3 separate regions of the Mus musculus genome follow, and all the other regions are linked to region 1. Evidence: chromatin contacts called from public Hi-C data. All regions are on one chromosome and are shown on one strand. Each heading gives the region's core, a stretch centred on a gene start, on an enhancer-like site or on the middle of the called end of the contact. The rest is flanking DNA. Distances are from core to core; before and after follow the strand shown. Region 1 overlaps Gm33782 (a long non-coding RNA gene). Region 2 has its middle 25 kb from the start of Gm46240. Region 3 has its middle 23 kb from the start of Gm46240.

Evidence for each region. A called contact is a pair of places that touch in the nucleus more often than the background predicts.
Region 2: a Hi-C map of bone marrow-derived macrophages shows a contact between it and region 1, with 16 read pairs. The contact joins two enhancer-like sites. A contact is called at or near these places in 1 of 15 datasets of contacts at CTCF or cohesin (pro-B cells), 3 of 484 Hi-C or Micro-C datasets (bone marrow-derived macrophages and peritoneal macrophages) and 5 of 115 datasets of contacts at active chromatin or transcription factors (bone marrow-derived dendritic cells, embryonic stem cells, large pre-B cells and 2 more).
Region 3: a contact with region 1 is called in a Hi-C map of epidermal suprabasal cells, with 5 times the contacts expected there. The contact joins two enhancer-like sites. A contact is called at or near these places in 2 of 15 datasets of contacts at CTCF or cohesin (the NIH/3T3 cell line and pro-B cells), 8 of 484 Hi-C or Micro-C datasets (the C10 cell line, CD4 T cells, cerebral cortex and 3 more) and 6 of 115 datasets of contacts at active chromatin or transcription factors (bone marrow-derived dendritic cells, cardiomyocytes, embryonic stem cells and 3 more).

Annotation. Positions count from the first base shown.
Region 1 is chr10:96,332,059-96,334,937 of GRCm38.p6, reverse strand. All of the region lies in intron 2 of Gm33782 (a long non-coding RNA gene), which reads right to left. Among named protein-coding and RNA genes, the nearest start is that of Gm33782, 24 kb to the right of the region's middle. Within about 2 kb of position 1,482, at least 117 of the 459 cell types and tissues checked have an H3K27ac peak or open chromatin away from gene starts, as enhancers often do. A contact at or near this core is called in bone marrow-derived macrophages, epidermal suprabasal cells and liver, where this site is marked.
Region 2 is chr10:96,874,543-96,877,242 of GRCm38.p6, reverse strand. No RefSeq gene overlaps it. Among named protein-coding and RNA genes, the nearest start is that of Gm46240, 25 kb to the left of the region's middle. Within about 2 kb of position 1,447, at least 34 of the 459 cell types and tissues checked have an H3K27ac peak or open chromatin away from gene starts, as enhancers often do. A contact at or near this core is called in bone marrow-derived macrophages, where this site is marked.
Region 3 is chr10:96,922,611-96,925,623 of GRCm38.p6, reverse strand. No RefSeq gene overlaps it. Among named protein-coding and RNA genes, the nearest start is that of Gm46240, 23 kb to the right of the region's middle. Within about 2 kb of position 1,358, at least 26 of the 459 cell types and tissues checked have an H3K27ac peak or open chromatin away from gene starts, as enhancers often do. A contact at or near this core is called in epidermal suprabasal cells and liver, where this site is marked.

The sequences.
Region 1 (2,879 bases), core at 233-2,732:
GCCGTTTGATATGCTAAGTGAGGCTGCAGTAAGAGTCCTCATGTGTGCATTAGTCATTGCCATCACCGCCCATGGGTACTTCTGCATGTTTTGCTGCTTCCAAAGTGTCTGTAAACGATTCTATCTAAGCATCTGAAGAACATCACAAGCAGCTTCCTCTATGGTTTTTTCCTAGGAAATAAATACCAAACTGGCACAACGATGGCAAAACCGTGAGTGACATCAGTACATACAGTGCCCTGTCCTTCCATCCTGTCACGTGCCTGGTGGGTAAACATAAATAAATCACCTAATTTCCCTGTGCCTCAGTTGCTCTATCTGTAGTATGGAGCAATGAGGAATGAGATCTCAAGGGCCCACTTTTGAACTATAAAGCAGGCTTCTCTAAAGAAGGAGAGAAGGAAGGAGGGTCCTGTGGTGTGTTCGGCCTGTTCCACATAGCTAACTGCAGTTGTTTCCCGTTGCTAGGTCGTTTATTGATTGCCTACAACTAAACCTATTATCTTTGTCTAGAATCTTTTGAAGCAATCCATGAATAACAACTCATTTCAATTTCATAATGACTCCGAGGTCTTACCAGCTGTTGCCGCGCCTGTCTTACAGACTAACAAACAGACGCAAAGACACAAAGCCATTCGATTCAAGTCTGGCAGGTGTGAGACATAGATCCAGGGCTCACGTACTACAGCTAGTTCAGGGTCCTGGAATCCACTCTGTTATGTCCTGCGGAGCGGCCAGGAGCTTGACTGAGAGGCAAAAACAGCTAGCATCCTCAGGCTCTGCTCTCCAAGAACACACTGAAGATCACTGAAGGGCTAGCAAGCCCTCTACGTGGGCTAGCATGGAACAGAGAGGTCTCAACAATTTGAAGGAACATCAGGAAGTGTAAACCACCCCCCAACCTTCTGTAAGCATTCCTACCACACCCCACTAAGGTGGAGGGGGGCGGGGGCTGGAGGCAAGGAAGGGAAATCATACCAATACATGCCTGCTCCAGATCCAATCTTCCAGAAACAGTCCAAAGGAACACCCTGGGCATGTTCAAGACTTGATTTATTTAGTAGCTAACAGCGTAACTGCCAACTACAATCTTCAAACTAGCTTTACCCACTGCCCCACCCATCCATCAGACCTTGCCATTCCCACAGGCAGTGAGAAGGACCAGGTATGTTCATGTGTAGATTTCTCTGCTTGCTAAAACCCCCCAGGCTTTCCTTTGTTCTCAGGACATGCAAGTGGCCACCTGTATACCTGTGTTCTGGACTGTACGTAATCCTGCTGTCAGCTCCCAAATAAAACTCCCTTATTGATTGACTTTTGACAATTCCAGTCATTTTGTTTGTTTGTTTTGTTCTGTTTCGTCGTCCCCCACCCCCACCCCATTTCCTTCCCTTAAGGCAGCTCGAGGTAATAAAGGAACTGCCTGGTCTTGATCACGAGGTCCTCTTGCCTCAGCCTCCAAGTCCAGGATGACTACAGTGCCTAGGGGCATCTCTGCGATTTCAATCTGCCCTCTACAGGCCACAAGGAATACCCTAAAAGAATGATCTGCCACCAAGCTTCTGGTTCTCCCATGGCACTTGCACCACAAACACAGTGATTCCCAAGCTGGTGGCCACCTTACGACACTGTTCTGTCACTTGCATAAATGTCTTTTTGGTGTGTTGTCAGGCAAATACCTGACACTTGGCACTCTGAAAATTCCTAAAACACCACATACTGCAAAGTCAATGATTTGACCAGCTGTGAGCCCGCTTGCAACCCAAACCGGCAGGACTAGAAACAAATCGCACTGCTTCATGCTACAGAGCCATCTTTCCTAAGGGTGGGTGCGGTCTTGTGATCCTTGTGTCCAGTCCAGTTTCTCATATGTGTATTGTGACTTCTGCTTGTGCAAAACAGGACGTTGCTTAACCAGGCCCTTATGGGAGGAAATACAGCCCAGCAAGCAGAACAATGATTTGAAAGTCCTGAGTTCTATTTTCAGATCTGCTGTTGACTGGCTGTGCAGTCAGCCCTACGAAGGTCATTAGCAAAATGGCCTTGCCCTGTTGGCGGTCTCTGTATTCGCAGCTCTGGACGGGAAACAAATCAGGGAGCTGGCACTCAGCCTTGAGGAACTAGAGTCTTAGGAGAATAGATGTATCGTCAGGCTTTGTCTTCATTCTTAAAGCAAAAGCACAGAACAAAGCCTCTGGGGTGGGGGAAAGGAGCTGGAGTAGAATTCAGAGAGGAACCTGATAACCTTTCCAATACCAGAGACGTGAAGGGATGGCATGAGCGTTCAGGTCAAAGGCAGCTCTTTGGCACATGCTGAATCTCCTGTGTGGGATACGGAAGAGACAAAGGAACCTGAGCTTTGACAGACTTCTGTGAACTGAGTCAAAAACAGATATCCAGAGTGCTGCCTGGTAGGGAACAGGCTGAGGACTGGAAGGGTCTGTGGAGAACCAGAAAGCTTATAGCCCCTTCTAAAGAGTCTGCACCAGCTCTTTGTCCCTCAGATAAGCCAGTGACAAGGTCCTGAAGTGCTAGTGTTTTAAGAGGCACTGCACACTACCATTTTTATCAGGACTTCCCTTTTCTTTAAATGAAGATCCATCCAAGTTTTAAAGTGATAGCGGGCAGGTAAAAATGTGTGTGTAACTTGAACAAAGCCCTTTCCACATCTCTTTAACATGTCCATGGATGGGATTTCATAAGAGTTGAATTATTGTTTTCTGATAATGGAGCTATTCCTTTAAACAGAAGGGAATGAGCAGTCTAGAATGCGCGAGTGTTTAAAAAAATCCCAGTGCACGGGGCTGGGGAGATGGCTTAGTTGTTAAAGTGCTGGCTGGGGAGATGGCTTAGTTGTTAAAGTGCTTGCTATACAAGCA
Region 2 (2,700 bases), core at 198-2,697, 540 kb before region 1:
AATATACACAGATACTCGTGCGTGTGCGTGTGTGCATGTGTGTGTTTAAAAATCATAAAGTCTTGCTCTCAGAGGCCTGGGCCCTGGTAGCACAAACTTTTCTAACAAAAGCTGGCACAGGTGTTTGGTCACAATGGCTGTGGACATGTCCTCTTAACATTTATAGCTACAAAGCCTAAGGGAGCTGATGTCAGCTTCCACATCTATGCCTTCCACTCCCTGCTTGAATAATGCAATTGTTAGTGAGCACAGGGCATAAGCAACTCTTCACATAGCCCAGTCCTGGCCGGATAGACCTAGGGCAGCTATGTGAGGTGAGTGCTGGTGGCCCTGGTCAGGAAGCCCAACCTCCTGTCTGTTTTCCAGTCAAGCATGATACTCAGCCTCTAAGAAAGGCGGGGACATAGCAGGCATGAAAGCGAGGGCTGTTAAAGCAGTACTGTATACTGCACACATGAAAGGTCTTGTACCTTGAAGGTGAAGGAAAATAAAAGGAGTGTTACTGCTGCATGTTACAGTCGCCTACAAAAATAGAAGGAAATTCCTTCCATTCATTATAGAATTCCAAAATTTATGAGTCCAAAGGAACTCCTATTCCAGATCCAACAAACACCCTCCCTTGGCCTTGCATCCCTGAGGTCATGCTCCTTTTACTTAAGCTTTTTGAAACCTCAAGGCCCACCCCCAAGTGACGCATTTCCTCTAACAAGACCACACCTCCTAGTCCATTCACAAAGTGACACTCCCTGGTAACCAAGCATTCAAATCTGTGAGCTTATTAGGGCCATTAGAGTAGCCAGCACATTAGGGAAGCTGGGGTCTGGGAGGATTCTTCTCACAAGGTTGTATGAGCCAAGGATCCTGTCCCAGTCTTGCCTCCTGTACTGCTTAGTGCTTCCATCTTTTCTGTTTCTCATCTTTTCCAGTGATTGAAGTCAGGCAGATAGGCATTCTACCACTGAGCTAGATCTCCAGCCCTCTAAAGGAAAACGTTATTCTCAGACAAAGTCTCCCTAAATTACCAAGGCTGGTCTTGAACTCAGCCTGTAGTCTAAATCAACCTTAAATTCATGCTCCTCTTGCGTCGGCATCACCAGAATGTGGACTAGAGGCTTGTGCCACCAAACTACTTAAGGAATTTTTAAAAGTGTGATCTGAATGGATTCCCAGCCCTTCACCCCATTTACTATTATTTAGCAGAATATAATCTGGCCTTCCTTCCCTCAGGCTCTCGACAACAGACACAAGATCCTTCAGAGGCATCAGCAATGATCTCTTAACTTCCCATTCTAGTGGCCTACTCTTACTCCTTATTCAACTTCCTGTCCCTGAGATTTCATAATATTTACATTCCCCACATTGCTGTCCAATTGGCTTCCATTGTGTCGTCCACTCTTTTAGCTGACTTAGCCACTCCTTCCACTGGGAACAGCTCTTTCCTTCCCTGACTTCCTTCCTGACTCATTACTAAAGAAGGTGTCTCAGTGAGACCAGGCAATCCTATAGGATTGTATGGAAGGCCATCACTTAGAATAATCTTCAAGCTGTTCACGTATTCTTTTAAGATTCTGGTTGCAATAGCTTGAATGCACAGGCTTCTGCTTGAACACTCATTTCCCCACTGGTGATGCTATTGTGGTAGGTTATGGGATGTTTGGAACTTAAGGTCTAGCTGGCAGATATGGTTAACCAGAAGCAAGTTTTAAGGCTTCTGCTTCTGGCCCTGCCTTCTGCTTCCTGATCTGGCAAGATGTGAGATGTCTCCAACAAACAAACAAACACACACACACACACACACACACACACACACACACATATTGTCATTGCCATTGCCATCGCCATGACCTCTGCTTGCTCTCACTGGGGTGATAGGCTGAAACTGTCAGCCAAAATAAATCTCTTGAAAAGGACTGAAACCCTGGGGGCCAGCAGAAATCATGGAAACAGGCAACCTCAGGAGGTAGGATGGGGGGGGGGGGGGCGGGGAATCCTCCAGGATGCACCAAAGATCTGGGAGGTGAGACACTCTCAGGACTCAAAGGGAGGGACCTTAGATGAAAGGCCCAACAATAGGGAGAGGAAAATTATAGAGCCCACCTCCAGGAGGAAGACAGGGCATCAAATGAGGGAGGGGGTGTATCCCACAGTCACACCTCTGACACATAATTGTTCCTGTCTGAAAGAATTACAGGGACGGAAATGGAGAGGAGCCTGAGGAAAAGAAGGTCCAGTGACAGGCTCAAAGAAGACTCCAGCTCAAGTTGATGTCCCAAGGCCTAACACTATTACTGAGGCTATGGAGCGCTCACAAAAAGGGCCCTAGCATGACCACACTCAAGAAGACTCAACAAACAGCTGAAAGAGTCAGGTGCAGATATTTGCAACCAGCTAATGGACAGAAGCAGCTGGCCCCTGTGGTTGAATTAGGGAAAGGCTGAAGGAGGCTGAGAAAAAGAGCAACCCTGTAGGAGGACCAGCAGTCTCAATCTGGACCCTTGAGATCTCTCAAACACTGGAACACCCAACAGTCAGCATACAACAGCTGATATGAGACACCCCAAAACACATGCAGCAGATGACTGCCAGGTCTATGATCATTCAGAGGTGATGCACCTAACCTCAAGAGAGGAGGTGATGCACCTAACCTCAAGGAGGCCCAGGGAGTTTGGAGGTCAGGTGGGGGGGTGGGGATACCCACAT
Region 3 (3,013 bases), core at 109-2,608, 590 kb before region 1:
ACATGTATTCGAATGGGAAAGATAGAGGAAAGCCTCAGATATTACACCTCAGAAGCTGTCTACTTTATGAGACAGTCTCTCACTGACCGGGGACTGACTGACTAGGTTAGGTAGACTAGCTTATGAGGCACAGGCATCTGCCTGTCTCCACCGCTCTGGGCTTCTTCATATGGATTCTTCTTAGGTCTCTATGTTTGTACTGTAGGCAACTTACCCACTGAGCCATCTCCCCAGCTCTTTGCAGACTTCTTAAGAGATTTCATTTTCTTTCCTTTCCATGGCTAACAGAGAGCCCAACTCAAAACTCTCTGATTTGTGTTCATAAATAATTACGAATGAATTACGGTGCATCAACCTTTCTTGGATAGTCAACAAGTACCAATTCCTTCACATTACCACCACTTTACATGTTAAAATTTCAATGTAATTCCTGCCCTTGTGTCATGCTTTCAAATGACTGATGTGGAGCTGGCATAGTGATTGATCTCAGTCTTTTGTCATAAGAATAACAGCTTCCAGGGCAAGAGAAAAAAAATTTCAAACTTGTTCTTCCAGTGGGGAGTGGTGAAGTAAAGGGCAGAGTTAATGCCAGCAAAGGTCCCGTCGTGTTTGGCATGCCCGATGTTTGCTGTACTTTCTGTCCTGTGTGCTGGAGCTTCTGTTTAACTGAGCTGAGGATTAAAGTATTGAACAAGCAAAGAATTGCTCAACTTTCCTGAGTGGGTGTGTCTCATTCAGTATTTGACAGAAAACCTGTCATTTGAGTATGATATATATTTGCTGGGGTAAACCTGGATAGCTCAGGCTCAAAGGTCTTTTCTGCTCACCTGCAGTGGTAAACCCAATGTCTGCCTTACCTTCAGGCACCGAAGCCTGAAACACATTAAATTTCCATCTCCCCCCACCCCCACCCCCGGCCATTTGGATTTGAACAGTCTCTAAAACAGTCCAGTAAACAAGCAGACAAGACTCCACTTGAGTCTGCTTTATAACCTAAAGCTAAAGCGTTTGTGGAATCACAGACCAGGCTGGGGCATGTCAACTCTGCATTGAAAATCAAAGAATTGCAATTTAAAGGTAGAGGGGCAGGGTGGGGCGGGGCAGGGCTGAGCTGTTAAATCAAAATGGATACAGCTGGGTTTGCTTTTCAACATGTCTAGATGTGAGAAGGAGGTCAGAAAAGAGATGGGTGTGCTCTGCAGTTGATCTGTGACAGAGCAGTATGGCAACAGGCCTATGTAAATTAAACAACTTAGCCAATATGGAAAACACATTTTCAGCAAGTAAATAATGCCATTTAAGGGGTCTGATTGCTAAAGCAGCCTCATTGCTTAATGGGAGGACAGTCATTCATTCAACAAATATTTACTGCCTAGCTCTGAGAGACTGGCAAGGCTGAACATTGGTAAGCAATCACTTCTGCCCTGAAGTTTGAATGTTTTTTTTGTGATGAGATTTTAAAATATTATGGAGATTTTGTTTTTCTTTCTTTGAGATAGGGCCTTACATTTCCCATCCTGGCATCAAACTCAAGCTTGTTTTTAAGCAGAAGATGATCTCGAATCTCAGCATTCCCTGCCCACTTACCCACTTCTGAGTCTGGAGACATCAGGCAGTGTCCTGAGACACATCTGGTTTATGAGATCCTGGGCATCCAACCTATGTGCCGAGGAAGCAACTGAGCAATATCTTCTGCATGAAATAGGTCATTTTCAGAAAATCAATCAATTTGTATGAAAGACCCAAAGATAGGAAAACTGCTTTTCTGTCAACACAGATGTTTGAGCAAAGCATATAAACATATTCCTAGTCTAACCTGTATCTGCGGGAATCACTCCATCCCAATACATCTGTATACAAGGATATATATGGAAGATAACACTTTTGGAGCCTCAGTTGAATGTGCTGAGTTTTGTCAGTGATCAAAGGAGACCACACTGTCTGAATTATATTCATGAAGAACACAACTACTTTATGGAAATAGGGTTTCAGGCTTCAAGTCTTAAATTTTAAACTGTTTGAATCAAGATGTATAAAGTTATGTGAAGTAAATGACAGACACCCCCCCCCCAATTTAGGCAGCTATGGATGCCATCAAAATGGCAGAATGTAGAATGCAGTAACTGCATTCTAACAGGATGAAAACAGGAGAAAAATCATCATGGAGGTGTGGCATAAAGTCACCAGAGACAAAGTGACCATCATGGACAAGGTCCAAGCTTAACAGGATGGAAGTTGGTGGACACATTAGCAGACCCCACTCCTTTGGGCGGAGAGATTCATACATTATATTACTGAAATGTCAACTGTCACCCATGAGAAGGAATATTTCTGTCTATCCTTTTCAGTTAGTATAGACTTAAGAGTTGTCTACCATATCACTCTATACTGTGTCAATGAGCATCAATCGTTGGCAGTAGACTACAAACTCTCCATACAAAATTATTTGTTCAAGTTCTCGTTTTCATAGATCATGAGCATGCACAGATTCCATGCACCTTCTGTCACACTTACTTTAATTAATTATGCATCCATTTTTTTCACGAGTATTTATGAGGCCAGTTCCGTGCCAATTATTTGGTGATGTCACTGGTAACATTTTGCAAAGATCTGGGTTCCTTCCCATCGTGGTTTGAATATAGTTGTCCCTGGGGATGGCACTATAAGGAGGTGTGGCCTTGTTAGAAGAAGAGTGTCTCTGTACAGGGTGGGCTTTGAGACTGTCCTCCTAACTGCCTGGAAGACAGTCGTCTTCTGGATGCAGATGGATCAAGATGTAGAACTCTCGGCTCCTCCAGCACCAAGCTTGCCTGGATGCTGCCATGCTTCTAGCCTTCATGATAAAGCACTGAACCTCTGAACCTGTAAGCCAGCCCCAATTAAATGTTGTCCTTTATAATAGTCGCTTTGGTCATGGAGTCTCTTCACAGGAATAGAAACCCTAAGACACTCCTCAATTTGTCTTCCTATAAGTTTGATGTCATCCTGCCTTTTTATTTTTATTCCCTTGGGT